Linked DNA regions of Mus musculus: regions 2, 3 and 4 are each linked to region 1. A link is a contact called in public promoter capture Hi-C data. All regions are on one chromosome and are shown on one strand. Each heading gives the region's core, a stretch centred on a gene start, on an enhancer-like site or on the middle of the called end of the contact. The rest is flanking DNA. Distances are from core to core; before and after follow the strand shown. Region 1 holds the start of Rpl10a (ribosomal protein L10A). Region 2 holds the start of Crebrf (CREB3 regulatory factor). Region 3 holds the start of Rnf8 (ring finger protein 8). Region 4 holds the start of Uqcc2 (ubiquinol-cytochrome c reductase complex assembly factor 2).

What was found. Promoter capture Hi-C pulls out the DNA fragments that hold promoters and counts their contacts.
Region 2: a contact with region 1 is called in a promoter capture Hi-C map of pre-B cells, with 4 times the contacts expected there. The contact joins the promoter of Crebrf here to the promoter of Rpl10a in region 1. A contact is called at or near these places in 1 of 39 promoter capture datasets (pre-B cells) and 1 of 9 other capture datasets (liver).
Region 3: a promoter capture Hi-C map of neutrophils shows a contact between it and region 1, with 5 times the contacts expected there. The contact joins the promoter of Rnf8 here to the promoter of Rpl10a in region 1. A contact is called at or near these places in 1 of 39 promoter capture datasets (neutrophils) and 1 of 9 other capture datasets (liver).
Region 4: a promoter capture Hi-C map of pre-B cells shows a contact between it and region 1, with 2.9 times the contacts expected there. The contact joins the promoter of Uqcc2 here to the promoter of Rpl10a in region 1. A contact is called at or near these places in 2 of 39 promoter capture datasets (cranial neural crest and pre-B cells).

The regions. Positions count from the first base shown.
Region 1 is chr17:28,323,958-28,331,845 of GRCm38.p6, forward strand. It overlaps Rpl10a (ribosomal protein L10A), which reads left to right and starts at 4,514. Exons shown (of 6, transcript NM_011287.2): 1 at 4,514-4,661; 2 at 4,854-4,928; 3 at 5,010-5,090; 4 at 5,417-5,565; 5 at 6,568-6,740; 6 at 6,873-7,076. The coding sequence starts at 4,657. The coding sequence ends at 7,043. It overlaps Fance (Fanconi anemia, complementation group E), which reads left to right. Exons shown (of 10, transcript NM_001163819.1): 10 at 2,195-2,617. The coding sequence ends at 2,296. Tead3 (TEA domain family member 3) reads right to left here. Exons shown (of 13, transcript NM_011566.4): 13 at 7,714-7,888.
Region 2 is chr17:26,712,421-26,720,308 of GRCm38.p6, forward strand. Crebrf (CREB3 regulatory factor) reads left to right here and starts at 3,230. Exons shown (of 9, transcript NM_029870.2): 1 at 3,230-3,354.
Region 3 is chr17:29,610,044-29,617,931 of GRCm38.p6, forward strand. It overlaps Rnf8 (ring finger protein 8), which reads left to right and starts at 4,746. Exons shown (of 8, transcript NM_021419.2): 1 at 4,746-5,035. The coding sequence starts at 4,925. It overlaps Gm28043 (predicted gene, 28043), which reads left to right and starts at 4,746. Exons shown (of 28, transcript NR_132314.1): 1 at 4,746-5,035.
Region 4 is chr17:27,128,993-27,136,880 of GRCm38.p6, forward strand. It overlaps Uqcc2 (ubiquinol-cytochrome c reductase complex assembly factor 2), which reads right to left and starts at 4,899. Exons shown (of 4, transcript NM_026063.2): 1 at 4,748-4,899. The coding sequence starts at 4,885.

The DNA.
Region 1 (7,888 bases), core at 3,264-5,763:
GAGAGCCAGTAGCAGCTGGAGCAAGCCTGTTACGACTTCCTTCTGGTAGCTCAAGCCCTGTGCAAAGCCCTCTGAGGCTGTGCGTTCCTAGCCTGTCCTGTCGTCAGCCCTCAGACACTGTTAGCTCCTGCTGTCTCGGCCTCAAGTTCTGTTGGGGCTGCTGTCTTATGCCACAGTGTCTGTGTAGCAGCTCCATTGTGCAGACGTGGTTTCCCACCAAACCAGGAGCTCTGTGCCTGGCCTGGCTGACTGAGCAATGACCCTAGGAATCTCCTGTCTCCTAACCCCAGCACTGGGGTCACAGGTCATATAAACACACTGGATTTCGTTCTAATTCCAAAGGTTTTTTTTTTTTCATTTTAATTTATTTATTTTATGTGAGTACACTGTCTCTGTCTTCAGACACAGCAGAAGAGAGTGCCAGATCCCATTACAGATGGTTGTGAGCCACCAAGTGGTTGCTGGGACTTGAACTCAGGACCTCTGGAAGAATAGTCAGTGCTCTTAACAGCTGAGCCATCTCTCCAGCTTGCCTCTTTTATATATATCTGTGTGTGGGTGCGATCTCTCTCTCTCTCTCTCTCTCTCTCTCTCTCTCAACATGTATCTGTGTACCACGTGTATGCAGTGCCCTTGGAGGCCAGAAGAGGGCACCAGATTACCTGAAACTGGAGTTATAGACAGTTGTGAGCCACCACGTGGGTGCTGGGAACCGAATCTGGTTCCCCTAGAGGAGTGGCAAGTGATGTTAAATGTGGGACCGTCTCTTAGCCCCTGATTCTAATGTTTAAAACTGCATTTAAGTTTATGTATTTGCGTGTGCACATGTAGGGGCCGGGGGACAACTTTGAGAAGCTTGTTTTTTCCTTCCACTGTGTGGGTCCCAAGTAGCCAAGCTTGGCAGCAAGCGCCTTCGCCCTCTGAGCCACCTCACTGGCCCAGGCTTAGCAGCCTGTCCTAGAAGGCCCTGCGTGGGTCATGGGTCAGGGAGCTCTTCATTTTGACAAGATCTCAGGCTGGAGAGATGGCTCAGCGGGTAAGAGCACGGACTGTTCTTCCAGAGGTCCTGAGTTCAATTCCCAGCAACCACTTGGTGGCTCACAACTGTCTGTAACTCTAGTTCCAGGGCTTCTGAAACTCGCACATAGACAGACATGAGACAAGTTCTATTGAACATAAAATAAACAAGATCTCAGGTAGCTCAGGGTGGCCTTGAATTTGCTGTGCAGCCCAGGTGACCTTGAACATCTGATCCTCCTGTCTCCAGCTCCTGAGTGCTAGGGTTAATGGGTACACTACTATGACCTGGCTTATGTGGTGCTGAAGGAAGGACCTAGGGCTTCCTGCTTCCTCTGTATCTTTGGTTGGCCTGATCTCTATGGAGACCAGGCTATCCTGAATGCTCTATGTTGACCTAGTTGGCCTCAAACTCAGAGACCATCCTGCCTTTGCCTCCTGTGGTGGGATTAAAGGCTGGGCCACTATGCTGGGCTCAGCTTGCTGATTTATACAATCCAGGGCCCCCTGGTCAGGGCTAGCACTGCCTGCTGTAGGCTGAGCACTCATATGTTATCCAGCGACACAAGAATGCCCCAGAGGCCACAGTGTGATGGCAATAGTTCCTCAGATGAGGCTCCGTCTTTACCCAGCCGTGTCAGGTTGACAGCCAAAATTGGCCATCGTGCAGGTAATTTGTTGACCCCATGATCCCAGGAGATGTGCTGTGCAGTTCTGGGGCCCCTGGCTTCTCCACAGACCTCTCTGGATCCCGGAAGACGGGCCGTCCTCCAGAGGCATCAGGACCTGCAGATGGGGAAAGACTTTGCCCCTGTCTTCTTTGAGGAGTGGGGGTTGGAGAATGGGGGTGGGTATCTGAGCCCCGTAGAGGGCATAGGAACAGGCCAGGGAGAGAGAGCAGTGTCTGAGGCATGCCCGGAAACCCCTCTCCTCCTCTGTAGCCTGGGAGGGTCACGGGTGCCTGGTCAGACACACCTGAAGCCCATCTATCAGTGGGGCCGGCTCTGAGCTCCACTGCTGATAGAACTCCAGGCCCTCCTGGCTCTTGCTCCACCGCAAGGGGCAGAAAGGTTTGGGTGCCCAGGAGCCTGTCCTCTATTCTGTCCTCTCTCCCCATAGCGTGTTGAGGAGACGTGAGACGGGCTGCTGCAGTCCTGACCTGACTCCTCCTCCCCAGATCACAGAGCAGCAGAGCCTGGACCTGGCTGTGGCCCTAGAGCCCAACGCCACCTTCCTGAAGAAGGCCCTGCAAGCAGCGCTGAGACATGTGACCCACTGACCATACACAAGGACACACCGCCCTGACTGCTTGTCTCAGAACACACAGCCATCTCAGGAGTCAGCTGCCTCTGCCCAACACCCCAGGCTCTGCAGGGGCCATATTGACTCCACAAGGAGCAGAGAGGAGGCCTTGGGTACCACTCCTGACAACATCAGGATACAGGGGCTGTGGAGGATGAGTGGGAGGTGGGCAGAAAAGCTGGCCTTTCAGTGTGAGCCTTTTGTGCTCAGGTATATGTTGTGACCTCCTCTGTTTTGTTTGTTTCTGAACTGAGTAATTTTGTAACAGTTTTAATAAAAAGAAGACAGTCCATCCAGGCTTGGTGGCTCAGCCCTGTCATCCCAGCCCTCAGGCAGAGCCAGGAGAATCAGGAATTCAAGGTCATCTTCAACCGCACAGGAGTTCAAGGCCAGCCTAAGCTATGTGAGAGAGACCCTGTCTCAAATAAGTTTGTGGGTGTGGCTGAGATGGCTGGAGGTGGGGGCAGGAGAGTCCCCCAAAGCTACAGGGCCAGCTTAGCCGGAGACAAAATGGAAGGCAGGGACTGGCACCTGAGGTTGACCTCTGACCCGTGTGTGTGTGTGTGTGTGTGTGTGTGTGTGTGTGTGTGTGTGTGTTGGCATGTTTGCAACCCAGAGTGCTCAAGCATGCACAGCACAAATGTGTACAAACATATGCATGTCAGATACAAAGAACTTCCAAACAAGCACTTGTATTCTTAGGCTACTTTCCCAGAACCCCCTTTACTCCCTCACCTGCCCCCACCCCTCCCATCACAGCAGGTCTGTCAGAGCTGCCTGATGAGTGTCAAGGACTACACTGAGGGCAAGGGTGGGCTTGGGACCCATAACTTTTGTTTTCATGCTGAGCCGGAGTCTTAGGCCTGCTAGAACTCTGAACTCTGTCTTCAGCTGCAGCAAAGGTTTGGACTGGGATCTGAGGGATGTCTAACCCACCATGGGCTGAAAAGACACAGGGTGCCTGCTGCAGACCTGTGTGACATCTGTATTTCCACAGCACCTCACTCAAAAAATATTTAGCACACAGCTGGGCACGGTGGCACACACCTTTAATCCTGGAACTCAGGAGATCGAGGCAGGCAGATCTCTAATTTCAAGGCCAGCCTGGTTTACAGAGCGAATTCCAAGAGAGTCGGGGCTATGCCAAGAAACAAAAATTTGCCAAACTGATGTGACTGAATTAGCCTGAGAAAGTTCATGACAGCATCCTCCTACCTTAGCCCTGCAGTGGGTGGGGAACTGAGGTTTCTGGGTGCTTCTGAGTCCCTGTTCCAGGGAGGCAAGGAGGTCAGTCCAGTGAGAAGGTCTGGCTTTTGAGAACAAGCTGAATCTGACTACAGAAGCAAGGGGAACAATGTCTAAGAGACAGACGTCAGCCGCTCACCATGTTGATGGCCTTTAGAGTGTGGATGGCACTTGCAGCTTCAACCTGCCTGCTCTGCTCTGACCCTGTGGGAACCTGCTTCATCCTGCCTGCTGTTTGCTGTGTGTGTGCTCAGGCGAGATGAGCTATTCGTAGGTCTGCTCCCTGGAAATGGTGGGTGCTGGCTACATCTGTGATTTGTTCCCAGAGAGGGTGACATGCCTCCAAATGAGTCACTCCAGATCTGGAGGCTCCCTGCAAACGCTCCTTGACCCGGCGCCTCTCTATTAACTGCGAAGACCGGGGTCAAGTAACAAGAACGACTTTGTTTGAAATGCCAACTAATTGAGACAGGACAGGGGCATTTGTCCAAAGTCCACCTTGCCCGGAGGCTGAATCAGGGGCGGTTTATACAGATGGCCAGGATAGACTGGTGGGCGCCTCCTCCCAGGTGGAGGCTTAGGCTTAAGCCAGGCACATCTGATCCTAATCTAGTCACAAGGCGCTTTCCCGTTCTGCAGATCTCAGCAAGGGTCATTTCCTCAAGCTATTCCTGTCATCCATGCCTCTGCCCACATGCGGTGGCCGGACCATTGCACAATGCACGGCTAGAGGGGGCGGCTGCCCAGTGGCTCTGCGGGGCTCATCACCAAATTAGGCGATGACGGAGACCGGTTCTGCCGGGGACTGGAAGTCATGGGGCAGGCAGAAGATAGAAAGCAGGGAGAAATCCAATCCCAGGGCCCGGCTTCAGCCCTTGTCCCAATGCAGGACTGCCTGCTGCTCCTAGAGCGGTTCTCACGGTGCAGCCGCGTGGTGGCGCCCCCCCAGCGGCCGCAAACTGCAGCGCCTCTCCGGCTTGGCTGAGCGCGGAACGTGCCCGTAACGGGCAACTCTCGCGAGAACGCGGGCTCTATTTGAGCGCATGCGCAAAGCGCTCTGCCTTCTTTCCGGTTTCCGCGGCAGCCGCAGCCATGAGGTAAGTTGTTATCGTGGCGCTATCCGCCGCCATCCGTGCACCCACACGCCCGCGGACGCCCCGCGGCCCGTCTCGGAGGCTCTCCCGGCGACTGCCCCGCGTCGCGAGCCTTTCCCCAGCGTGCCGTGGGCCTGTCATCGGGCCCGGGGTGCAGCATGGCCGGCCCCGAACGCCTTCGCTTCTCCCCAACAGCAGCAAAGTCTCACGCGACACCCTGTACGAGGCGGTGCGGGAAGTCCTGCACGGGAACCAGCGCAAGCGCCGCAAGTGAGCGCGGGCCTCCCTCCCGGGGCAGGGCGAGCATCCCCGGCCATGGCGACCCTGGCTCACAGCTCCCCTCTCGCTCAGGTTTCTGGAGACGGTGGAGCTGCAGATCAGCCTGAAGAACTACGACCCTCAGAAGGACAAACGTTTCTCGGGCACCGTCAGGTTGGCACCGCTCTAACCCCACCCAGCCCTCAGTGTTCCCGTGTGGCCTGGCCGCGCCCTAGGCGGGCACGGGGACACTGACGTGCCAGGGTAGTTCAGGAGCCCTGCTGCAGGCAGGCAGGCTGGACGGACCCCCACCCTGGGTCTTAAAACAAGAGGGGAGGCGTGGGGAGGCCTCGGCCGAGCCCGCCGCCTAGCCTGAGAAGCCAGGCTAGTGTTGCCCAGAGCTCCGGGTAAGGCTTGCCGCTCCCTGCCATGCGTTCAGATCTAGCGGGATGGCCAGCGCCGACCATGACCTGTTCTGTTTTCTCCCCTCCCAAACGCAGGCTCAAGTCCACCCCACGCCCCAAGTTCTCGGTGTGCGTTCTGGGGGACCAGCAGCACTGTGATGAAGCCAAGGCCGTGGATATCCCCCACATGGACATCGAGGCGCTCAAGAAGCTTAACAAAAACAAGAAGTTGGTCAAGAAGCTGGGTAGGTGGGGCTCACTAGGGCTGAACACAACCCATGACCCCCTGCCCAGGAGTGGCAGCACACATTGGGCTTCACAACCAGTTAGAAAATGCCCCACAGGCTGGTCTGATACTCCCCTCTCGCCAGTGTGTGCAGTTGACTCATAGCCAGCTATTGGTTTGGGTTTCAAGTCTTTTCAGTTAACAACCTATCGAGGGAGGGGTCACAAGTGTCTCCCACGTGTTAGCCTCCATGGTAGCCCCTGTCTCCGCATACATTTTGGGAATAGTTATCCACTGTGAGCTAGGCAGTTGTCATGCCTGCTTTTATAGATAGAAGGTTTCTCCATCTGTCTTAAGATTTGGAGTAATACTGAGTCTTACTGATGTTGCCAGCCTGGGGTCTAAGGTTATCCTCTAGAAGTGCTCAGGACTGTGCCCTGTCACTGAGCTGTGTTCTCAGGTGACATTATGGTTCCCAGGCCTGCTTGAGGCTTCTCAGATAGCTGGCCTTGGTCCACCTTTGACAGATAATGAGACAGCTTTTTTCTTAAGATTTTATTTTATGTATATGAGCAGGCTGATGAGAGCCTCAGATCCCATTACAGGTGGCTGTGAGCCACCATGTGGCTGCTGGAAATTGAACTCAGGACCTCTGGAAGGCAGCACTCTTAACTGCTGAGCCATCTCTCCAGTCCATAGTTTGAGGCAATTTAAATGCAGGCTTACAGTGAATCCAAGGGGTGGGGGCCATCACAGCCCCTCAGTTCTATGCAGCACACCAGGGATTGTGGGACATCCTGGTCTAAGACCTCTGTGAGGACTTGAGGGTGGAGCTACTCAGCAGTCATGGGTCTGAGGAGGCAACTTGGCCTTCTCGTTGTAAAGGATGGGTTGGTTGTTTAAAATGTTTTGTTTTGTTTTTTTTTTTTTTTGGTGGTTTTTGTTTGTTTGGTTGGTTTTTTTGGTTTTTTTGGTTTTTTTTTTTTTTTTTGGCTCAATCCTGAGTGTCTGTGTCTTCTAGCTAAGAAGTACGATGCCTTTTTGGCCTCTGAGTCTCTGATTAAGCAGATCCCACGTATCCTGGGCCCAGGCCTAAACAAGGCTGGCAAGTTCCCCTCCCTGCTGACACACAATGAAAACATGGTGGCCAAAGTGGATGAGGTGAAATCGACAATCAAGTTCCAGATGAAGAAGGTCAGTCTGGGCGGTGTGTGGTGGGGAAACCAGAAAGAGCTAGGTCTGGGTGCCTTAGCCCTGGGTTAAGCCTTTTCACTGGGGGAAAGGGTACATGCTAGCTTAGCCTGGTGACCTTTTCTGTCCATGCAGGTGCTGTGTTTGGCCGTCGCTGTTGGCCACGTGAAGATGACCGATGATGAGCTAGTCTACAACATTCATCTGGCTGTCAATTTCTTGGTGTCCTTGCTTAAGAAAAACTGGCAAAACGTGCGGGCTCTGTACATCAAGAGCACCATGGGCAAGCCCCAGCGTCTGTATTAGGATGCTCCAATAAACCTCACTGCTGCCACTCAGCCTTGGTGTGCCTGTGATTGGGGGCAGGGCATGTGAGGCCACTATCCCAAAGCTGGGAGAGGGGGTCTGTAGGGGTCTACAATGCTTCTCAGGTGGTGGGAGAGGTACCTCTAACCCCCTCGTGGGTAGAGAGTCCGGCTTTTCTAGGTGAAGTTCCCAAGCTAATTCCCCCGTGGTTTTGTTTGGGGCTGTAGCTGTTGTCAGGCCTTAGGGGAACACCCATAGTCTGCTCAGTAATGGCTTTAAGCCCTGGGCATAAGAGTTCCTGTCTGCTGCAGCTTCCAGGTAACACCCATCTTGGGCAGGCCCCTCAAAGCCAGGTGGGGACAGGGCTGAGGGAAACAAACCAGCAGATGTGAAGGCAGGTCAACCAGTGAATGTGTAAGGTGTCCATTTGAATCACCTTGTGAAGATAGCTCTCTGAGTACTGAAACTACCCCAGGCTTTGTGGGTGACAGAGGTCTCTTATCTAAAGACTTGCATGACCACCCAGCCTGGTCACCTGGCTGCAGCTAACCCCAGGACTCCCAAAGTTTGCTACTTAAGCCACTGTAGCTGTTTCTTGAAGCACTAAGGTGAGCTCTGGCCACAGGTGCGTGCCAGTGATGAGGGGTGGCAGTCATGTGTCAACACCTGTTTTTGACTAGGTAGGGTACAAGGTTGCATATGGCACAACTGTCTTGACCCAGAAACAGCTTTTTAATTTTTTTCTTTAAAGCAGGAGCCAGGCCTTGAGTGGCCCCTGCCTTGAGCCATTTATGATGTAGCCCATCACAGCTGGATTTTAAAAATACACAAAAATATATATATAT
Region 2 (7,888 bases), core at 1,980-4,479, 1.6 Mb before region 1:
TTTAGTGGCATCCAATGTATCTCTTACTGTGTTTGTGCCGTTGTCTCACCTTTGTGGAAAACTCTCTATTTTCTGATTCAGCCTGTTCTATGACATAATTTTTTCTAAGGAACATTGTTACACACTTTTGGAAGTGGCGGGCTAGCTGGTCACCACTTTGTGGCTAGGATAAAAACCTTCTAACCCTCAAGCCAACACTGTCCCAGAATCTTTATGCCAACTTTGTGGTAGAATCTGGCTACATCTACCCCCCCCCCCCCAACCACCGATCAATTAGGAGCCTGTGGTTTGACTCCATTCAGAGCAGGATACAGTCAGGCACAGACCTTGATGGAAAGTCTGCCCTGCCCAAGCTCCGTCCCTTCCTAGATAACAGACAACATAAAGACTGGACAACAGTGTAACTGACCAGCATATGCCACTAATAGCAGAGCCCTGTGATAGGATGTGAACGTGTTGCCTGGTCGATGTACAAAGGCCTGTCTAAACGGTAGTATGATAGCAGAAGGGCTAGCCTTCTGTGGGAAAGCTTCCACGTATGGAACTCTGAGAAAGTAAATAAGTGTGGGTCAAACTCCTGGTGCTTTAAAGTGTGAGCCCCACAGAAACAGGCCCAGAGAGCCTGACTTCAACTTCTCAAGCCAAGTTTTCTATTGGACTTTTTTTCAATTTTCAATTCCACCTAATGGGGAAAATTAGAAGGAGCTATGGTCAGACGTAACGAGGTAATTATAATCCTTTTAGTTCCCATGTGGTTGGGTATCAGGGTCTTACGTGTGGTTGGCACTCTGAGGGAGAGGTTTACTATTTTATTTTCTTCCTATGGAGCTACAGTTACCTATTAATCTGAAGTCCAAAAAGTTTGTTTTAGCCCAGCATGGTGGTCATGCTTGTAAACATGTGCTCAGGAGGCAAAGTCAGGAAGACTGTCACGAGTTTGAGGTTAGCTTGGTCTAGGGACTGTTAAATTGCTAGTTGCCTAGAATCATTACTTGCTATTCAGTCTACAACTGGTCTTCCGATTGATGTCCGTGGAATTGTCTAATGCTGCCACTGTTCATTGTGTGCTTACTGTACGCCAGGCACTCTGGTAAGTGCTTTATATGACTTATTTTTAAAACAATCGTTTTCTTTTTATATTATATATGCAGCATGTATACAGATTGTGTGCGTGTGTTTGCTTAAATTTAACTCCTGTGTATGAATGTAGGCATGTACACATGTTCCATTGTCCACACCGTTTTAGATAGGGTCTCATCATCACTGTGTGCCAGGCTGGCTGGCCTGTGAGTTTCTGGGGTTCTCTTGTCTCAAACTCCCATCTCCATGAAGGAGTGCTGCGATTACAGATGTTCCTGATACACGTCCGGCTTTCACATAGGTTTTGGAGATTCAAATTCAGGTCCTCACATTTGTGTGATAAGTGCTGTACCCACTAAGCCATCTTACCAACCCTATGTAAATTATTTCACCCAGTTCTTACACCAATCCCATTTTTACAAAGGTAGAAATTTAGCTTCCTGGTTCACATGTGGTAAAGCAAGGATTCCAATCCAGGTTACTATTAAGCCTGTAACATAGTGACTGGCTATTTAATGTGCTTGGCATGGAGAACATAGGACAAGAGACATTGCTAGTCCCACCCCACCTTTGTCAGGATTATGATCTAGGCAGACTTTTTATCCCCAAATCCATGGTTGCTTGCTTTTGAACCAGGGAGCAAATTACAATGTAGTTCACACTCACCCTGAACAGAGACACACCTGCCTCAGGCTCCCCAGTGCTGAAGTCACAGGTGTATGTCATCACCTCTCATCCCAGACCATGATGGTGATAGTGAGACGCTACCACAATGGTTCTCAACCTGTGGATTGTGACCCCTTTGGAGGTCCAATGACCCTTTCACAGGGGTAGTCTAAGCCTATCAGAAAACACATTATATTACGATTTATAACAGTAGCCGAATTATTGTTTTGAAGTAGCAATGAAAATAATTTTATGGTTGGGGTCACCACAACATAAGGAACTTTAGGAAGGTTGAGAACCACTGATCTACCACTTGCCTGAGTCTTTGTGCATGGGGGAGGGGGAGTCTTAATTTGGCGGGGAGCGGAAGGTTACTTTGAGACTTGGTCTTATCCGGGCATGCAATTCAGTGTAGCTAAGAACACACTTCAATCTTCCTGCTTCCTTATCTCCAGTGCTGAGATCACAGGGGTCAATCACAATACCCCCTTCCTACATCCTCGCCTGCTTTGAAACCCCGAGTACTCCCAAGGGAAAACTGTTATTTGAAGGGAATCTGATGAGGTTTCTCTGTCCTTTAGTCTTCTTTTCCTATGCTTAAGAAAGTATGTTTTTCTGTGTCCATATGTGTGTGCGGGTGCAGACCAGTAACCCTGCACCCAGAAGACTAAGACAGGAGGGTCCAGAGTCTAAAGAGATTTCTGGAAACACAGGCTGCTATAATTAGGTAGGTTGTTTCCTTGAACAATAATTCTCCTGAGGTTTGTTTTTGTATTTTTTTTAAATAGTTCTCTTATCGTATGTGTCTGTTCGGAGAACTATTTGGGATAATGAACCTACCACAAACTACACATCCGATAAAATATCAACAGGATTAAGAGGCGTAAATCATCACATTATCACAGGTTAGACAGTCTTGTCCATAAAGCATCTAGTAGCAGTTTCTACAGCTGAATACAGGTCCTATCCCAAAGATGTATGCAGCCGACTCAGGGTCTGGGGATCCAGACTCAATAAATATGAGTTGATGAATGAACAAACAACTGAAGGCCAATTCAATCGGGGAACAGGAACGTCATTTACTAAACAGAATGTCGATGCAGCCCCCTACTAATTAATATTCCTGTAATCCCCCGTGGTTCAGTTAAACTGTAAAGTGGGCATTTGGACTCCTTGGCCTTCATCTTAGTTCTGAGGCTACAGACTGAATATGGAAGCCTCTGAAAAGAACATCACGCACGAACGCGAGCTTACTGCTCGCTATCCCCAGCGGCCCACGCCCACGCTCAGCAGCAGCCTACTAGCCCCCGCTCCGCCCTCTCTTCCTGGTTTTCCCCAGCAACCCGCCCCTCTGGTGTCACGTGACGGGCGCTAGCCCGGCCGAGCCTCTGATTGGCCAGACTTCAGGGCGCCTCGCGATTGGCCTGGGGCGGCGGGCCCCCGCCTCCCTCCTCCTCCTCGCCGCGGCCCACGTGAGGGGGGCGAGTCACGCGATTTCCGGGAACCCGTCAGGAAGGACATAAACAAAACAAACCGAGGCAGCATGGAGACGGCCCGCGGCCGCGTAAGCGCGGCCGGATCCAGTGCCTGAACCGCCTTCAGCCTCAGGTGAATGCCGAGCGGTCGCACGGGCGGGCGGGATGCAGCGGCAGAGAACCGCGGGTGAGAGGCGCGGGTGCCCGGCTCCGGGAGAGCGGGGCGGGGGCCGCCGGGCCGAGGGCGCGCGGAACGGGGTCGCCGATGCGAGCCGAATCGGGCTGCCCCCGCGGCCGACGGTTATATAAAGGGCGGGCGCGCGCCGGCGGGCGACCCCGTTAGGGCCGTGCCCTTTGCGCTCCCGGGAACCAGGGATCGCGACTGCCGGCAGCCGGCCTGTCAGAGCGGCGAGCGGGTGGGAGGGGCCGGGAGGGAGGAGAGGAGAGGAGAGGGGCGTGTGAGGGAGACCGGCACAGCTAGTGTTCAGAAGGCTCCGGACGGAGGAGCGGACCGGGAGAACTCTGGGCAGGGGCGTCGTGGGGCTGCTGTTCCCCCCGGCCCCTCCCCGGAGGCTGCGGGACTGGGGCCTCCCTCTCGGGATTTGTTTATATGTCCTCTCTAAGCAGCTTGAAAAGCCCGGAGGCGGAGCCCTCGCTGTCGAGTGGCGGCCGGTGCTGTCCAATGGAGGAGGCAGACGGGGTCCGTGGCGCCAATGGGCGCAGGGAGGCGGTGCCGCGCCCCCCCTCCCCCCCAGTAAGTTAGGCTGTGCTGGGGGTTGGTCCGACAGGGCGGCCATATTAGATGGGAGGGGACGGGCCTGGGGACGGGGGTTGTCACTGAGCGGGGCGGAGACGGGGCAAAGGGCGAGGAGCCGAGCCGAGCGGGGCGCGGGCCGGGCGGGCTGGGTGTGGGCTAGAGTCCCGGAGGGACCCGGAAGATGCCCGGAGGAGCCTGACCCGGCTCAGCCGCTCCCGAGTGGAGGCGGCCAGGGAAGTAGCGAGGGCAGTCTAGCCTCCCAGGGGGCGGTTCCTGGGTCTAGATGAAGCTTGGTCTCTGGCGTCTCCTTCTTGGTCGGCTCTCCGCTGCTTGGTAGATCCTGCCACCAAACCCTTTAATCGCCCACCTTTAACCCAAGAAAACAAACCGTTTTGCTACTTCTGAGCAGGCCTGAATCTTAAGACTACCTTAAGGAGGTATTTCTGTAGTTAGGGGTGTGTTTCTGTACCAGGTCTCCCGTGTAGAGGCAGGCATTCAGAGGAACTTCTGCTTTTCTGGGTATTGCAAAGAGAAAATTGGGACTGGAAAAGCAGACAAAATTGAGTGAGCGGCGTTTCTATCCACCCCCCCCCCAAAAAAAACAAAAACAAAAACAAAAAAAAAAACGTGGATATCTTCCAAAGATCAGGCCCTTGTGTTTCAAGTCTTAATTTGCCTCCCTTGCTCACATAAATTGGAAGCTAACATACTTAATGAGAAAACAGCCTTGAGAAAAGTATTTAGGTCTGATGAGTCTTTAGACTTTTGTCTATCCAGTATCAGCAAATGAGAAAAAGAATGAAGGTCTGACTTATTTTTTCAAAAGCAGAAATAGGAATTTTTTGTAAATTTTGTGACCTATGGTAAAATGATTGTCACTTTAATTCTACTTTAAAATATTTTTCAGTGTTGCCTAGTTTAAAAAAGCTGAGAGATACTCCAAATGGGGAAATGTGGATACAAAATTGGAATTGTTTTGGCACCATATTAGCCTTGTTAAATGCTTTTTAAAGCTTTTAAGATGAGTTTATAACCTGTGACCTCATGTTGTCAAAGGTAGTAGGCTATTGATACATCTTTGGTGAAGTACTTAGGAGTAGGAATACATCATAGATATATCACCCTAGGCAGCTCTTCAAGAGTTCAGCTGAAGAATATTAACAAATAGTAAATAAATTTTCATCAACTTTTATTGGTTTTATGTGACTGACCCTCAGTTTTGTTAAAACTTGGTAAAAATATAATCCCGGGTTATTTGATATATATTTTTTTAATTAGATATAATTTTTATTTTTATTTTTTGTTTGTTTCTCAGGCAGCATTTCTCTACATAGCTCTAGCTGTCCTGGAACTTAACCCGTAGACCAGGCTGACCTGGAACTCAAAAAGATCCATTTCCCTCTGCCTTCTCAAGTGCTAGGGTGAAAGGTGTGGGCCACCCCCCCCCCGGCTATATATAATTTTTATAGTAAATAAAATATTACCTATCACTTAATGTTGTATTGCTAAGTCCAAATCTGTCCTATTACTACAATCAGTTATAAAAGGTAGGTCTGAAGTTAGAACCAAGCAAAGGTTTTCATGATACCCAGAACACTTAGTCAAAGTTGGTTTTCATTGCTTATGTACTAATTTTTTTCAAGATTTTTTTGTTTTGTTTTTTATATGAGTACACTGTAGCTGTCTTCAGACACGCCAGAAGAGGGCATCAGATCTCATTATGGATGGTGAGCAGCCATGTGGTTGCTGGGAATTGAACTTAGGACCTTCTGAAGAGCAGTCAGTGCTCTTAACCGCTGAGCCATCTCTCCAGCCCCATGAAGTAATTTCTTTTTGTTTTGTTTTGGTTTGGTTTTTTGAGACAGGGTTTCTCTTTATAGCCCTGGCTGTCCTGGAACTCACTCTGTAGACCAGGCTGGCCTCGAACTCAGAAATCTGCCTGCCTCTGCCTCCCGAGTGCTGGAATTAAAGGCGTGCGCCACCACCGCCTGGCTAGTAATTTTTTAAGAATGGCAAATATAAGGGCTGGTGAGATGGCTCAGTGGGTAAGAGCACCCGACTGCTCTTCAGAAGGTCAGGAGTGGCTCACAACCATCCATAACGAGATCTGACTCCCTCTTCTGGAGTGTCTGAGGACAGCTACAGTGTACTTACATGTAATAAATAAATAAACAAATCTTAAAAAAAAAGAATGGCAAATATAATACACTAGAGATTATTTTTGGCTAAAATTCTTTTATATGCTTAATATAATTTGGGGTTTACAAAATGTTGTTATGGAGTCAGCGTTTTACTTTGTAGTCCAGTTGGTTTTGAATTCCTGGTCCTCAAGCATTTCTTTCCTGCTGGGACTACAGTTAAGTATCACTGGGCTCAGGAATTTCTAGTATAGTAAGAATAGAAAAATAGATACTTCCAGAGCAATATTGGGTTCTCCACTCACCTTGACACTTTGTATGTTGTATAACAAACTGAAAAACAAACTTTGATGAAGAAAATAACCTAATTGGTGTAAGTTCTGGCGTAAAAGGGTAACTGATTAAGGTCCTTGGTGGTGGTGACTAAATAAATCCATTGGATAATGGGAATACGGAGACATTCTATTTAATTGTCGTAGTGTAGTGTAGTAGTTTTTATTTTTTGTGCTGTCCCCCTCCTGTCCTGGAACTGATTGTGAAGTCTAGTCTGGCCTTGAACCCACAGATATCTGCCTGCCTTTTCCTCCTAAGTGCTGGGATCAAAGGTGTGAATCACCACACTTGGCAGTGTAGTGGTTCTTAAAATAGTAAACTGAATTCACTGTTAGCTTTTAAAACTTAATTTTTAGTCAAGACTGATGATAGGATTTTGAGAGTCATTAGTATAGGCTTATTTCCAGTTAGGTTTGTACCTGGCTGTTTTGGCAAAGGCTTCACTGACTTTTACTACATATAGTAGTGTCTCATTTTAAGGTAAACATATTGGCTGGTCATAAATCTATCACACTATTTTGTTTGGTTCTGTGAGGTGGGGCCTTGCAGTGTTGCCCAGGTTGACTTTGAACTTCATGATCTTCCTGCTTCAGCTTCATGAATTCCTGGAGTCACAGTGAGCCATAGTGCTTAGTTGTTCTAATCATACCAGGACAGGAGTAGTTGAACTTTTCCCAGTGTAGGATTAAATAGTAAATATTGAATAACCTCTGTGGTGGCTGTTCACCTCTGCAGTTTGTGTGGTGATGACTGATAAGATAGGATAGAAAACCAATGAAACTTTATAAGAGTAAGGTGTGTTTATTAGTAGTCCATGGTCATTGTTAACCTGTTTTTAAAAATACTGTCTTGAGTTTGAAGTTTTTGCAGAGGAAATTGTAGAGAATGTAAACACACACTTCAGATAGTATTGGATCAATAGTCTATTGTATATATATCTCCTACCTTGAGAAAGTTTCATTGGAAGAACATAGGGCACAATATCCATGTAGATGTTTTGAAACTGTTTAAAGTAGCTATTGGTATATATTAATATAGTCCTGTTTGTTTTATAGGCACCCCACCCCCACCCCATTTCTGAGACTTTCTTTTTGGTATATATTCCAGGCTGGCTTTGAACTGGCCTACAACTTTTTGGTTTTTCGAGACAGGGTTTCTCTGTATAGCCCTGGCTGTCCTGGAACTCACTTTGTAGACCAGGCTGGCCTCGAACTGAGAAATCCGCCTGCCTCTGCCTCCCGAGTGCTGGGATTAAAGGCGTGCGCCACCACGCCCGGCCTGGCCTACAACTTTTGTTGTGTGATGTTTGTTTGTTTATATTTTTTGAGATAGTGTCTCCTGTTGGCCAGGTTTAACTCAAATTATGTATCCAGTAATATGACCTTGAATTCCTGATCCTTCTACATCTCCCATTCCAGTAGGGGATTATAGGTGTACAC
Region 3 (7,888 bases), core at 3,496-5,995, 1.3 Mb after region 1:
CTTCTAATGTTATAGTCCTTTGTAAGTCCCAGGTATTGGGATAGCAACAGCCAGGGTCACACTCATGCCCTGGACTCTGGGACCCTTGGCCTTGAAGACTGAAGGTTCTGGAACCTGCCAAGGTCTGCAGGTTCTGTGCCCTGATCCTGTATCAGCTCTTTCTGCCTCTCTTCTTTCTTCCACTCTTGGGCAGGAGTTGCCAGACCACTTTCTAGCTTCTGTCTTTCCTTGAGACAGCCATAAACCATAACTCAAGCATGCTTCCCTCCTCCCTCCCTCCCCTCTCCCTTCCTCTCCTCTTCCCCTCTCCTCTATTTTCTCCTTCTTTCCTCATCTCTGTCCCGTACCCCCCCCCCAGTACCAGGGAGCAAACCTAAGGTTTTGCATGTACACCTTGAGCTACACCCAAAGTGACTTCTGTAGTCTCCGGATAGTCAACTCGCAGTGATCTAGTCCAGCTATAAATCACCTCCTGCCTACATTTGACACTGACATTGATAGCTGTATCACCTGCAAAATAAACAGCCCAAAAGCTCACACTGATGGAGAGGCAAACAAGGCTGTCATCATTGACTTTGAGGTCCCACTGCCCCCCACCTTAGTAAAATCTGACGTGCAATAAATATTTGAACTTGAAGCTTATCCTGGACAAGCTGATGGATGTTTGGGCCGGTGCAGGCAGAAAAGGAGTAGGGTAATTATACACTGACCTGAGTTTGTTCTAAAATAGCCACCCTAATTATCAATTACAGCAATTACAGATACGACCAGGATGGAAGATACTTGATGGCTTATTATAAGCACTTCTGAGCACGATGCAAGGAGTCAAACATATTAGACAGCTTTGTTGACATTAAACAGCATTTAGGGGCTGGAGAGATGGCTCAGCAGTTAAGAGCACAGACTGCTCTTCCAGAGGTCCTGAGTTCAAATCCCAGCAACCACATGGTGGCTCACAACCACCCCTAATCTGATGCCCTCTTCTGGTGCATCTGAAGTCAGCTACAGTGTACTTATGACAGCATTTAGTACAAAAGGTGTCTGAAGCAGATTCTACACCCAGCCCCGAGAACACACACACACACACCCCTCTGGTTTTCTAAGACATTTTCTTCCCAAGGCTCAGTTAGTAGAATGCCTTCCTACCATGTGTGAAGAGTAGGTTGTTGATCCCCAACACTGTATAAACCAGAGGTGGCGGTGCACCTCTGTAATCCTAGCACTTAGAGGAGGAGACTGGAGGGTCAGAGGTTCAAGGCTATCCCCAGCTACATATGGAAATTGAAGGCAAGCCTGAGTCACGTGAGACTCTGATGATCTTGGTCTGTAAGTCAGTCAGTAAATAAAACCGTTCCCTTTTGAAACCAAAGGCTTCCTTCCTTCCTTCCCTTTGCCAGAAGCATGGATCCTCACCCCAGAGTAGGAACACTGAGTATAGACAGAGCACCGAGCATAGACAGAGCAGTTAGTCTAGTTGGTGACTTTGCAGGGTGTCATCACAGTAAAAGGTGCACTGGTGGAATGCTGAGAGCGAGCAGCTCACAGACTGTGCAGAGCCCCTCCCTCCCTTTCCTCATAACTGACAGTCACTCCCTCCTTTGTGCTATCTGGGGCCTGGCTTTCCATCACTTACATTTGTAATCGTGAGTGGGTTCCACTCTGTGTCCCGTCTCCTGTTCATTTTCAAGCTTGTCGGAAACATGACCCCAAGGGCGAGTTTGGCTGTTAGTAATTTTCCACTCCACGCTTCCAGTTTGGGTGGACTGGGAGTGTAGAGCTTAGCAGAGTTTAGATAGTGGAATAGCTACAGTAGCAGGCGTTAGCAGGGGTCTAGTGTTTCCTATTCGATGGTAGCTGGCCCTAGGCTGGCAGGGGCAGCTTTGAAGGGAACCTTCAGATTGCATTTCTTACATTTCAGTTTGAATCTCATATTTGGGGGTGGGGTACAGAGGAGTGTAAAATAAAGGAGTCAGATAAAGTAGATCCAACTAGAATGTAGAGCCCTCAGTTCTAGCTCCCTGCTCCCACCAGACACACATAGGTTGGCTCATCCTGGGGGAGGGAGGAGGACCTCACTCTGAAGTCACACTCCAGTATCCACAAACCTCAGGTGTCTGCCTGTATCCTCCCTCACCCTAGCTCTAGGATAGGTAAATGCAGGCTTCCCTTATACAGCTGACTCGTGAGCACAGAGGAGGGAACAGAGAAGGCAGGACTCAGACACGCACGTCAAGACTCCTTTTTTACCCAGCTCAGTCTTTCAAGATGTAATGAAAAAAGCCTCCATCTCACCTCCCCCGAACCCCATGCAGGGAAACCCGATTCACATCATTAGCTAAGCTGCAGCCCAGCGACCCACCCGGACTCACAAAGGGAAACTGTTTGGTTTAGGTTTTTCAAAGACATGACTTGCTTGGATGTGGCTTATAGGTAAAAGTCTAAAGCTGAAGGAATCTCTTTATAATATTACCAGCTTAAAGAGAGGAAAAACCTTATTTTTATATGTCTCTTGGATAACTGAGGGTAGAATGTCACAGGTGAGGCCTTGGGGGTGTGGCTCAGTGCCTAAGTCCTGGCTAGAATGCACAAAGCTCCGGGTTCATCCTCAGCACCACAACCACTAATAATAATAATAATAAAAAAAATAATAAATAAAAGTGAAGATACAGCATAGGGTTAGGGGTGGCTACTGCAAAAGCTGAGACTACAGTGTCCTCCAATGGTAGCCAACAGTGATCAGTATTTACCAAGGAATTTAGCCTCCCAAGAGCTCCATAAGTGAGTGCTGTCATTAACATTGCTCTCTGTAGTAACAATTTTGTAGATTTGGTTTCTTTAAAAAACAAGACAAAACAAACAAACAAAAAACCAAGGGGCTGGAGAGATGGCCCAGCAGTTAAGAGCACTGACTGTTCTTCAGAAGGTCCTGAGTTCAAATCCCAGCAACCACATGGTGGCTCACAACCATCCTTAAATGAGATTTGATGCCCTCTTCTGGCGCATCTGAAGACAGCAACAGTGTTCTTACACATAATAATAAATAAATCAAAAAAACAAAACAAAACAAAAAACAGCCGAGTAGTGGTGGTGCATGCCTTTAAATCCCAGCACTTGGGAGGCAGAGGCAGACAGATTTCTGAGTTCGAGGCCAGCCTGGTCTACAAAGTGAGTTCCAGGACAGCCAGGGCTATACAGAGAAACTCTGTCTCGAAACAACAACAACAACAAAAAACAACATCAGGTACGAGAAATGGCACATCAAGATGAGCTGCTCATCCAGAGGACATGGCTTTGGTGCCCAGCACCCACATGATGGCTCACTATCTGTTACCTCAGCTCCAGGGGATCTGATATCCTCTTCTGGACATCACAGGCACTAGGCACACGCGTGGTACATACATACATGTTGGCAAGACACATACATAAAAATAAACCGAACCAAAACAATCCATAAAAATAATAAACTCCAGTTCCAGGGGATCCAACAACCTCTTCTGGTTTCTGCAGCCATTGGGCATGCACTTGGCTCAGAGACATACATGCAGGCAAAACATGTACACATATATCTTTTTTTTATTTTTTTTAAGATTTATTTATTATATGTAAGTACACTGTTGCTGTTTTCAGACACACCAGAAGAGGGCACCAGATCTCATGATCTCCTTTCGGGTGGTTGTGAGCCACCATGTGGTTGCTGGGATTTGAACTCAGGATCTTCAGAAGAGCAGTCCGTGCTCTTAACCGCTGAGCCATCTCTCCAGCCCATACACACATATCTTAAACACCCAAACTTCAGCGTGGAGAGAGAAGGGAGAGTTTCATCTCCCTAGCCCCTTCAAGCCCATTTCCATTCCTTCTGTACCCTGTATGAGCCCCAGGTAATGCGATCCATCTCTACAGATTTGCCTGGTATAATTTTTAAAGATTCAGAAACAAAATGAGGTCATGAAAAACAAATAGATGCTAAATAGGAATAGACTGAATCAACCTTAAAATGATCAGACTTTTCTAAATCACTCAAAAGTGGGTTATAATGGGGTGGAGGTATAATTTAGCTACAGAGTACATCCTTGGCTGTGTGTTCAATGTTCAGAATCTCCTACTCCCAACCCAAAGTAGGCTATAGTTCTCAATAAAATGGTTATGGCCGTCATCACCGTGTTATAAAGCAATTTTTGTTTGTTTTGTAGACACGGTCTCATATCCCAGGCTGGCCTCTAACTCACTGCATAGCGGTAGATGCCCTTGAACTCCTCATCCTCCACCACACTCTGCCAAAGGAAAAAGGGGTGGGATACAAATAAAGGTTCAGGTTCATTGCTGCTGGATCTGGGGTACTGGCTTTGGAGAGCGCAGAGAGGAAAGAAGGTATTGGGAAAGTCATTATTATACTCACGAACCCAAGGAAAGAGAGTGTTTCTGTTGTTTACTATAATTTTTAATCTATAACTTTTAAGTGTTTATTACTCTGCGCGCACACAGGCGCGCGCGCACACCCACACCCACCCGCTAGGGTGCGCATTTGGAAGTCAGAGGCCAATTTGAAAAGTCAGTTTTCCCCAGCCACCATATAGGTGAAGCCTGAGCATCGTCTCCACGCTTGCCAGCAAGTAGCTTTACTCGTTGAGCCATCCTCCAAGTCCTAAAATCTATGCTTTAGTTTAGGATTTTGTCCGCAGCAGACGTTACGCTCGTCCTTCTTCAGGCTCACACCTGCGCACTTCCCGCCCGCCTCCCGCTGCGCACGCGCACTGCCCGCCTTCCCAGGCCTGGGGCGGGCCCGCGCTCTCAACGCGGTCGATCCCCGGGCGATTGCTTCTGTCTTGTGTGTAGATTAAGTTGCGCGAGAGGAACCTCGGAGGCGGCCGGAGCTCAGGCTAGAGGTTGGCTGGTTGCTGAACGCTGCCCCAGTGCCGGTCGGGCCATGGGCGAGCCCGACCCCTTGGTCTCGGGGCAGCTCGCGGCCCGCCGGAGCTGGTGCTTGCGGCGGCTGGGGATGGACTGCGAGTGGCTGCAGCTGGAGGCTGGGACTGAGGTGAGGGCGAGAGGCCTGGCGAGCTGCGGGAGCGGGGGAAGGCCGCGCACACCGGTCGGCGGGGAGGCGCCGAGGCAGCGGGCTCCGGCCACCTCAGGGCCCGGAGGGACCGGGCCGCGAGGCCAGGCGAGTCCGCGGCTTGAGGCCCGAGCTGGAGGGCGGCTGCGCGGGAGCGGGACCCGTGCCGGAGCCGCTGTAACGGACGCGGGCCTCCCAGCGAGGAGAAGGATGGGGTCGAGAACAGGCACTGTCCCAGTTAAGGGTCTATCAGAGACGGAGAAACTGAGGCAGAGGCGTCCCCACTGATTCCTAGGAGTGGCGAACCTGTCTAGGGAGTCTGAAGATGGACGCCTGGAAGGCTGCGGAGGGCGTGGACTCTCTGGAGTTGATTTTAAGTGTGATCAGGAGTTTAAGGGTAGCATGCCTAAACCCCTCGAACTGTAATACTGAAAATAAAAGTCTTCCATTCCATCTCCGAGGGGAACTGGAGCGTCGGGGTGGGCCACTCCTGAAGTGGGTCAGCCTTCTCTCCAGAAACTGCTCACAATGTAAAGCTGACTTAAAAGGCCGGTGCTGGGGATTGAACGCAGGGTCACAGAACTTGGAAGGCAAGGACTCTACCAAATGAGCTGTATCTGCAGCTCCACAAACGCAAAATTAGAAACAAAGACAAAGTGGGAGGAACAGTTCTAAGTGGGGGAGAGGTGCTGGGTGCTGTTGTGGGCTTTCAATCCTTGCAGTCTGCTCTGGAAGCAGAACTGGGTCAGGGATGCGCTTGCAATGTAGAATCCTTGAGGTTTTGGAAAGCCTGTACAGTACTGAATGTTGGTCATGTGTACTGGCTGGTCTTTTGTCAACTTGGCACACAAACCAGAGTCCTCTGAAAAGAGGGAAACTTAATTGAGCAAATGTCTCCATAAGATCCAGCTGTAAGGCATTTTCTTAATTAGTGATTGATAGGGGAGGGCCCAGCCCATTGTGAGTGGGGTTGTCCCTTGGCTGGTGCACCTGTGTTCTATAAGAAAGCAGGCTGAACAAACCAGTCAGCAGCACCCCTCCATGGCCTCTGCATCAGCTCCCGCCTCCAGGTTCCTGCCCTGTGTGAGTTTTTGTCCTGACTTCCATTGATGAGGGACTGCACTTCAGAAGTGTAAGCTGAAAAAAAAAAAAAAAACCCAAACCCTTTCTTCCCCAACTTGCTTTTTGGTCATGGTGTTTCCTTGCAAGAATAATAACCCTGAAACATCATATAAGATAAATTCAGTGAATTGGTAAGTTCGGTTTTTCTGATAAGCTGCATATTCTCAATTGAGAGGCGAATGTAGGGATTTATGGTTTGAACCAGGGGAAGAGAATTTACACAGTGAAGGAGCCTGAGAACGTCTGGGTGGGCCAAGGTGTGGCTTATTTAGTGATATTCTAGAGCAGGTCCTGCTTTAAATTAGGCATTAGAGGGCTGTTTATTTTTACCTATGAGGTCTTACTATTTTTCATCTTCATTAATCTGATCCCTGAGCATTTACTAGTCTCTCACAACCCTAGAGGGAAACTTAAGTGTTGACTTGTTCACTGAGACTCAGTTCTGTGGACTAATCTATTACTCCTGGCTAGTTGGGCACTCCTGGAGTAACGAGGGCAAGAGGACCGACCGTAAAGCACTATTGAACATACTCAGTACTGTTCCTTTGATCTGTGTGGAATTACATCTATGGGGCAAGACTCAGACAAACCAAGAGAAAGCTGAAGACTGAGGGCCTTGGGGGCCTGTGTGTAAGGGAAGCAAGCCTGCCTGGTGACCTGCAAAGTCAGGTTGCAGGCAGCGTTTGGAGCATAGCCTGCAGGGTGTATAAAGAGTTTGACTCAAAGCCAGGATGAGATCTGACTGTGGATCTCAGGTGATATAGCCCAGGTGGGTTTGCAAAAGGTTTTGAGAGGTGTGCCTGGTATCAGCCAATCATAACAGCTAAAGCAGGTTGGCTCCTGCCTTCCCAGTTCTTCCCCTCAAAGCTTCATTATGCAGATAGAAACCTCTAAGAACATGGACGGATCTAAATATCACACTGAAGGGAATCCTTTAGTTAATTATTTGTCTTTAAGCTTCCTGAACCAATCTGGAGAGTTTGGTGTAAGCACAAATGAACAGGGGTTGATTGCAGGTGAGTGAGCCACTTGCAGGCCTGCAGGGAACAGCTGTACGGGATTCCTGCTGCCTACTACCTGCCACCTGCCTACCTGCTTCTCTTGTGTTTGGTTTCCATGACTCTGAGTGAGTGGGGGAGGGGAAGAGGTGGGATGGCTCCCGAGTACGTCCTGGTTCTCTCGGCATCAGGGCCCTGCAGAGGAGGACAGGGCTGGAGATGGTGGTCAAGAGCAAGGAGGTGGTCAAGAGCAAGGACGTGTCTAGATCCTTGTCTGTGCTAAAGGCTGGAAGGGGAGCAGTTACCATGGGGAGCAGTGCTGAAATGGAAGCAGTGTGAAGGCCAGGACAGGGAAGGCGAGAAGGACGGAGGGCATTTCCTCTCTCTGAATTCTAAAGTCCTCTCAGAACAAGGTGCTTTCCCCCTCTGATGGCAGACAGGCTGTCTCCCATCCTGTCAAATGGAATATGGAATATTTTCTCTACAGTTGCTCAGAACTGTAAGCTCCTCTTCCCAGTCTCACCCCCTCAGGGCCTATGCTAATTAATTACACTTGCTACCAGAGATAGCAGTTGTTAGTGGACAGGAACGGTAGATGGTCCCCAAACACTCCCTCCCCCATCACCACGCTAGTCCTCAACCCTGGACGTTCTCCATTTGAAAAAAATGTGTGGGTGTGGTGGTCTGCATGTTGTGGTGTATACAGTGTATATGC
Region 4 (7,888 bases), core at 3,649-6,148, 1.2 Mb before region 1:
CTGTACCTACCTACACCTTACCTCCATTCACAGACTAGCACAAATACTCTGGAAGCTGGGACACCAGCATTTCTCATGAAATCTATGGGTTTTAGCAAAGATTCCTACATGCAAAGCTTCACATTACCTGGACTTGCATTTGCACCTAATGAGATTAAAGACATTTTGGGACAAAGAGCTGCACATGGGCGTTATGAAAAATTCAACGCGGTTCCCCACACGTGAATGAAATGGAGGCTCGGAGACGAGCGCCCTTCACAGCTCCATCTCATTCCCTCCGTGTTTCTCTGCTCAGCCGTCAGTAAATTTCTCTTTACCATATTAAACTTTTATACATACAAATCTACATCGGTGCCACAGGCGCTGATTTCGATTCTCAAAATTGAATTTTTGGTGGTGACAGCAATTTGTACTGGGGACCCTATTCCGGCGGCACGAGGGAAGCCTGAGCACACTGGGGAGGCGCTGCAGACTGCTCTGCTAATGAAGGCGGGGCTGGATCCGGTCCAGGAGGCTCAGGGTTCCAGGACTCCGTAACGAACTTCCGACAGGAACCATGCTGACCTGGAGTGCTTTCCTGTCAATGAAACTAGGTGTCTATTTCTTCAGCCCCTACTATGGAAGGTGCACTGCTAGAGAACCAGACTGTGAGGGACATAAAGGAGCAGCCAGCAGTCAAGGATGGGACAAGAAACGAGCACACTGAAAACCAACCTGGCTTCGAGCTGTGTGGAGCTGAGTGGCAGTCAGGGCATGGCAACATTGCAGAGCTCAACAGGACAGGTGTGGGTGTGAGGGTGGAGAATCACACCGACAGGGCAGAGCAGGGTACTGAGGCAGGCTGGGAGGCCTGGACACCAAGGTTGGCAGGCACTGAAGGCCTGGAGTTGACGAAGTGGGGACTACTACTGGATGCAGCCATTTGCCTGAGAGGAGCAAGCTGCACTACACTTTTATACACACACACTCCAAAGCGAGGGTAAGAACGACAATGGCACTCAGCCCATCCTAGACACCGTTCTCCTCACCCCCAGTTTTGTAGTGCCTGCAGCATACAGAGAGTACATGCTGTCCTTAGACCATGTCCCCAAAGTCTGAGTCACAATGAGATGCCTTCTCTGTGGCTGCCACTTGCCAGGCAGCCCCACTGAGGTGCTGAGCCCAGGCCTCACCTGGACGACTACACTCACACCTCGGATCCCTTATGAGATGCCGGCACTGTTCCTTGCTAGAAACCTCCTTGGACCATCACCTAACCCTCTGTAAGACACACCGGCCACCGCCTGCACGGCTGGACAGGCAGCCTTCACCCAAGGCAGTAGTATTTCCAAACCGGGCCATGGTGGGAGCTGACTGGGCTGGCAGAGCAGAGCTTTCAGCCAGCCAGCCCGCACCTGACAACTCATTAGTGGGATCTGCTCTTTGCCTGCAGTTAAGTCAATAAGCACAGCTGTTTGCCCTGCCCCCACACTGAAGCTGGAGGTGCAGCAGGGAGTGAGAACCCTTAAGAAAGCTGTATTCAGAATAGAGCAGACCCACGGCCATGAACTTCAAAAGGCAACAAGAAGCACGAGGTGGTAGGGGTGTTCCCTGTGTTCCGGCTCCCCACTGCTACCCCCTCCTGCTGGGGTTAGGGTGGGCCGAGAGTTGCCCCAGAGGCCAACCTCTGGCTCACATGGAGGCAGAGGGTTCTGTGCTCTGGTCTGTAGTCTGAATTATTAACTGGCCTCCCAGCAAGCCTGGCCTTTCTGCACTGGTGTCCCACTGAGGGCCACCTAGCTTCTGGTCGCACTGGGGAGGTGGTGGCTGGCACAGAAAAGGAAGTGGGCCTCAAGTATTTAATTCCTTGCCCCAACTGCTGTGATCCTAAAGGTCTGAATCAAGGGAGGGAGGACTTGATGCTTACAGAAGAAACTTAACAGGAGGTCTCTCAAGAGAACCGGATGACAGGGCACCTGCTGAGACCTCAGCACAGAGGCTGGGCTGTCTACTGTCTCTTACTGTCAAGGAACCCGAGCCAAAGGTTTTACTTTTCTGATTTAATTTCAATATCTGTAAAAATCAGGACAGTGATAGCTTCTTCACCTGGGGGCCCAAAGGCTAAAATCAGATGAGATGGGCCAAGTGTTCTACACTCTTGTACATGGATACTGTACGGTGGATGTTGGGCCACAGGAAGCCAAGAGGCCAGGAGGATGCAGGTCTCAGCAAGGCCGCTCAGCACAGCAGCCTCCACCCCCTCCAGTTCCACTTTCTGGACAAGTGGCAGAAAGGTGGGGGTCACAGCCATCAGCCACCCCCTGGTCTCATCCCGAGACTGTGGGTTTAATGAAGCGTCTCTCAGAGCTACCTTCCCTTCTCAAGGTCTTTCCTAAGTGATGCGGGGGTGGTGGAGGGAGTGACTCACTCTGTTCTCCATCCCAGCCAAGGACTACTCCTTCCAAAAATTATCACCAAGATTTACTAAGCCCAAGCAGGCTCAATTTCAGGTGACATCAGGATGAGCTACGACAGAGGTCCTGAGTAATGTGCCCGCTGCCACCATGACGCCCTGGCTCACTCCACCCCGAACACATCCATCAGCCGCTGCAGAACCTCTGGTGCAGCTATGACTCAAGTCTGTGTGGGCCTCGACTGATCAGAAACTGCGTCCCTAGGTGGTGACAAAGGATGACAACTCTCAAAGAAAAAGCTCTCCCCTCCCCGCTGGCTGTCTTACCCTAACAATCAAATTGGTGAGCACCAGTCTCTCCGCCTCTGGCATCTAGCCCCTGGCTGCCCAACTCTAAGCTACTCCAGCCCGAGGACTGCCTGCCTCTGTCAGCAGGGCCTGGGACTGCACATACACAGACGCTTCGGACCAAGGACTGTGAGTGAGGAGCGGGTGTCCACACAGGGCACAGTCTGCCCTCTCACCTCACCACTGCCCCAGAAACTTCCTCTACATCTGGAGACGCTCTTGTGTACCAAGAACCACATTAGACAGGGTGTGAGAGTCAGAGTGGGGGCTTCATCTCTGTTCGCAGGAAGCTCATACTGGAAATTAGGGAGCACAGCCCTAGAAAGCCCACAGGGTTTGCCTTGTGATCCGTAAGGTATGGGTCAGTGAAGACCTCCAGCGCAACGTGGGGACCCTGGGCCTGACCTGCCATCCATGTGACAATCAGCAGTGCAGGCATGAGGTGGCCACTGATGGAGCGTCTCACTCCTGAGGCAGGCTGGTTTAGCTGGTTCCTGCTTTGGCAGGTCGTGGTCCATCTCACGGGTCATCCATCTGGCCACCTACCTGTGCTGGGCATCACACTCCTCACCTCTGACCTCTTACCTAAGCCCTGTGCTCAAATAACCTCCTGCCTACTTGACATTCCACTTGGGAGTTTAAAGCCTCCAACGTCAAATGTGCGATGCACTTCCCACACCCCACCTGCTCCATCTAAGTCTTTCCCGTTTCAGCAACCAGCTGCTCAAGCCAAAAAAAGAAAAGGGGAAATCTGGGAGCTGTCCTTGGTTCCTCTCCTTCACCCCACATCCAGGACACCCGCGCTGCTGATGTGACCCGCACATTATGGTCTGCTTTCTGTTACTTCTGTCTCCTGTGCCACTACCATTATCCAAACCACCACCGGCATCTCTCTCTTCCGGTGCTACCACGGCAGGCTCTCTGCAGCTCCTTGTTCCCCAATGCCAGAGCACCAGAGGAACCTTTGAAAATCAGGGCACGTCAGTCCCCTGACTAAATGTCCCCGGTGGCTTCTCCCTTGCTTCCTGGTAAGATCTGACCCCTAGTGCAGGTGGCTGGGCAGTTAAAAAGAACCTAGGTTTGATTCCTAGTACCCACATGGTGGCTCACAACCACTTCTAACTTCAGTTCCAGGGGATCCAATGCCCTCCTCTGGCCCCAGTGGGCACTGCATTAACAGGGTACAGAGACATATCTGTTGGTAAAAAAAAAAAAAAAAAAATCTGTATTGTGCCTGGCTCCTGCCTTCCTTCAGCTTCAAATCTTAGCTGTAGACATGCCACTCACTACCCGTAGGCTTGCTTTCTTTTCTGTAATATGTCAGTTTGGTTTCCTCTGAAGTGCCTGGCCACCCTTCCCGAAGTGCAGTCAGTGTTCACTGTCTCCCTGCCTCGAGACCGACCTATGTGTAACTTCCTCAGGCAAGCCTCAGGAACCCGACTAATGTTACATTTACCACGATCAGAGTACTCATTGGAACTGTCTTATGAGTCTATTTGTTCCTCGTGTCCTGAATAAGAATCCAAAGGCAAAAGGAGAAAGACCTCATCTAATTCACTGCGATTTCCCTGGAAACTAACCTAGTTCTATGCATGCACATGGCCGTGCTTGGTAAGGTAACCTAAACCTGAGTGGGGCGAGAAGGTCTACTACTCACACAAGGGACCTGTGTGGGAGACTCAGTTTCACAGTGACGGAAGGCAGTGAGGCTTAGCTGGAGGTGTCTGGGGATAGGCTGGGCTCGCAGACACATTAACGATGGTAAGGAAGAAACAACCCCGCCTTACAATTTGACTCTTTAGTGGCATCTGGACCTCAGGGCCGCTTCACTGACTACTACACTGTGCAGACAAGGAAGGAAACTGCGCAGAAGGCGTCGCACTCCGCAGCTAACTGCAAGATGGGTACCTCGCGCACGTGCAGCCTGGCAGCGGCCGACGCATGCGCAGATCCCCCACCCTTGCCGCCCATCGCTTCGACGTGCCCACCCTCCTCCCCTCCGGTCACCTGGGTGTTCTCTCCCTCCCGGAAGGCCTGCGCTACCCGCTGCCGCAGGTAAGCGCCCAAGTCCCGGCCCCGTTTGGTCTCGTCCACTGGCCATTCCTCACAGAGCTTAAGGAAACGCCGGTAGCGGAGAGCGGCCATCTTGGGCCCCGCTTGCCCCGCCCCTGGGGGGGAGTAGTCAAGACCGCAGAGGGCGCGTGCGCACTAAGGCGCACTGGCCTTCCCCGTGGACATGCGCAGTTCTACCAACGGCCCACACCCCTCCAGGCAGCGGCGCTGCTCACCTTTGAGAGCGAGGTCTGAGCTCTTCAGCTTCTTGGTTCTGGTACTCGCCCAGCTCCCAGGGGCAAAGCTAACGCGGTGTACCCTGGGGAAAGCTTTGCTCTTCGTTTTCAATGACTTCACAAGCTCGAGACTGAAAAAGCTTCCCCCGAGACCTCTGCTGTTTTGCATAAACGAAACATTTGCATGTAAATACAGGTTGTTATTGGATGGATATGTGTTTGATCTTAACGTCCGTCGTGTACACATACACACACACACACACACACACCGTCCGTCGTGTACACACACACACACACACACACACACACACACACACACACACACACACACACACAGCTGCCCCACTCACACTCATCACCCTGTACTTATCTCTACCACATGGACCTCTGATAGAGTTCTTTAGCTACATCTCCAGCCTCCCGGTCACATTGCTCACCACATGGAGCGGTTTCTTATGAAGAACCAAAAACATTGTTGCAGCCTGGAAATCTTTAAAACAATTTTTTTATAGTGTGTTTTCTTTATTCTAATATGTATGAGTGTTTACCTGCACCATGTACATGTGTCAGTTCTGGGGACCGAACCTGATTCTCTGTAAGAGCAATAAATGCTCTTAATAACTAATTTCTCTAGCTCTAAGAATGAGTGTTTTTATTATGGCAAAATTTAACATAATATATATATCACATGGGTATCATATGTGTGTGTGTGTGTGTGTGTGTGTGTGTGTGATTTTTCTTTTGAGAAAGAAGGTTTCTCTGTGCAGCCCCAGGTGTCCTGGAACTCACTCTGTAAATTAGTGCTCAATGAATGAATGAATGAACAAAGCCACATTCCAAACTAGGTCTGTCAGACCCTAATGTCTCTCAACATTCACAACCTAGGGAGCAATTCCTGGGGTGGGGGTGGGGCAGCTCACGGGACTGTCTGTCTGGCCAGCCCTTGCAGTGTAGCCGGTAGAGGAAGGGAGACCACAGAAGGAGGCAGTGGGCACGAACTTTCCCTGGCACCCTGGCACCTTTCTCAACCTCTTACCACACTTGTACCTCAGGTGGAAGGGAGAACCATTTGCTGCCATCAAGTTACTCCCCCTACAGCCCAAGACAGGGCAAGGGGTCTCGCCACCCCTGACTCCCAAGTTGGCTGTGGCCAGGCGAGTGCTCTTTAAAGCCATACCTGGGTGGGCCCTTGTGGCTTCCAGCCCACCCGGGGCCCTCAATGCCTGGAAGTAGGGAGTAAATGAACCTCAGGAAAGCCACCCAGCTTCATGGCTAACACAGCTAAGGTGAGGCTGTGTTGGGGCTTGGAACATAATGGGGTGATCAGGGAAATTTTCTAGGGGCATGCCTACCAAGCGCCTCACCTTGGCATGGCACTCCAGCCAAGGTTCCCTTTCCTTACCTCGGGAACTGTGGAGAGTGTTCCCTGTTTAAACCACCCACTGATCTGCTCAGATTAAACCCCTCCCTCCGCCTCCTTCCCACCTCCGCCCAAGACCTGCCTCCTATTGCTACTGAGCCACCCCTGATCTTCCTCCCCCATTTCCCTCTACAGCTGGGTAATATTTCTTTCTCTGTATTCCACAGTGCTGCCTGACACAGCCAAGCTCTGCTTCTTTCCCCACCGTGGGGTGGGGAAAATGAGAAGAGAGCTCTCTGGTAATTTTGCCAGGAGAACATCAGAGATCACACACTAGCACGGGATGTGTGGCTAGGCAGTATAGAGAACCATCCTTTCTTTTCTTCCATTTCATTTTGACTTTATTAATCTGTTCTTATTTATCAGTCTAGGTGTTTTGGCTGCTGGTATAACGTGTGTGCCTGGTGCATCAGATCCCTTAGAGAGTTATAGGTGGTTGTGAGCGGCCATGTGAATGCCAGGGAATTAAATGTGGTTTGGTTTGGTGGTGGTGGTAAGGGAGGAGGTTGAGACAGGGTCTCTCTGTATAGCCCTGGAGGTCCTGGGACTTGCTATGTAAACCCAGCTGGCTTGGAACTCACAGAGATCTGCCTGTTCTTGTCTCCCAAGTGCTGGCTATTAAAGGCATGGGCCACCATGCCCAATTCCATCTCCTTTCCTGTCCCCATGTTTTGGTTATGTAGCTCAGGCTGGCCTCAAACTTGAGAACCTTCTGCTTCTGCCTCTGCCTCTCAAGTACGGCAATACAAGGCTGTGCAGCTGCCAGGGTACACACTGCAGATTACTAAAGTAGACCAGGCTATCCTTGAACTCACAGAGATCTGGCTACCTCTGCCTCCTGAATGCTGGGGTTTAAGGCACATACTACCATGCTGAGCTAAATGTAAGACTTTTTTTTTTTTTTTTTAAGTTATCAAGGATTTTTAAATGGTGACAGGCTGGGAAGTGGTGGCACACACCTTTCATCCCAGTGCTCCAGAGGCAGAGGCAGGTGGATCTCTGAGTTTGAAGCCATCCTGGTCTACGAAGAGAGTTTCAGGATAGCCAGGGTTACATGGAGAAACCCTGTCTCAAAAATAAAATAAAATAAAGACAAAGAAAACAGTATCAATAAATATGGAAGTTGTGGTTGTGACTGTACACACTGTCATGGGCCACAGGGGACAGCTGAAGGCCCCTTCCCTGTGCATTTCATACAGTATGACGAGACAGGCAAGCACCAAGCTAACCTATGATAAAAACAGCGCTGGCCATGGCACTCTCCTCATATTAGCTTGTTAGAAGCACAGGCTGAAAGTGCGTGGTAAGTTCAGGAAAAGTCAAGATGGGTGTGGTAGTTTGAATAGGAAGGGCCCCCCCCCCTCCTAGGTTCAGATATCAGGGTGTTTAGTCAGCAGGGGGTAAAACTGTTTGAAAGGATTAGAAGGAGTAGGGGTGTGG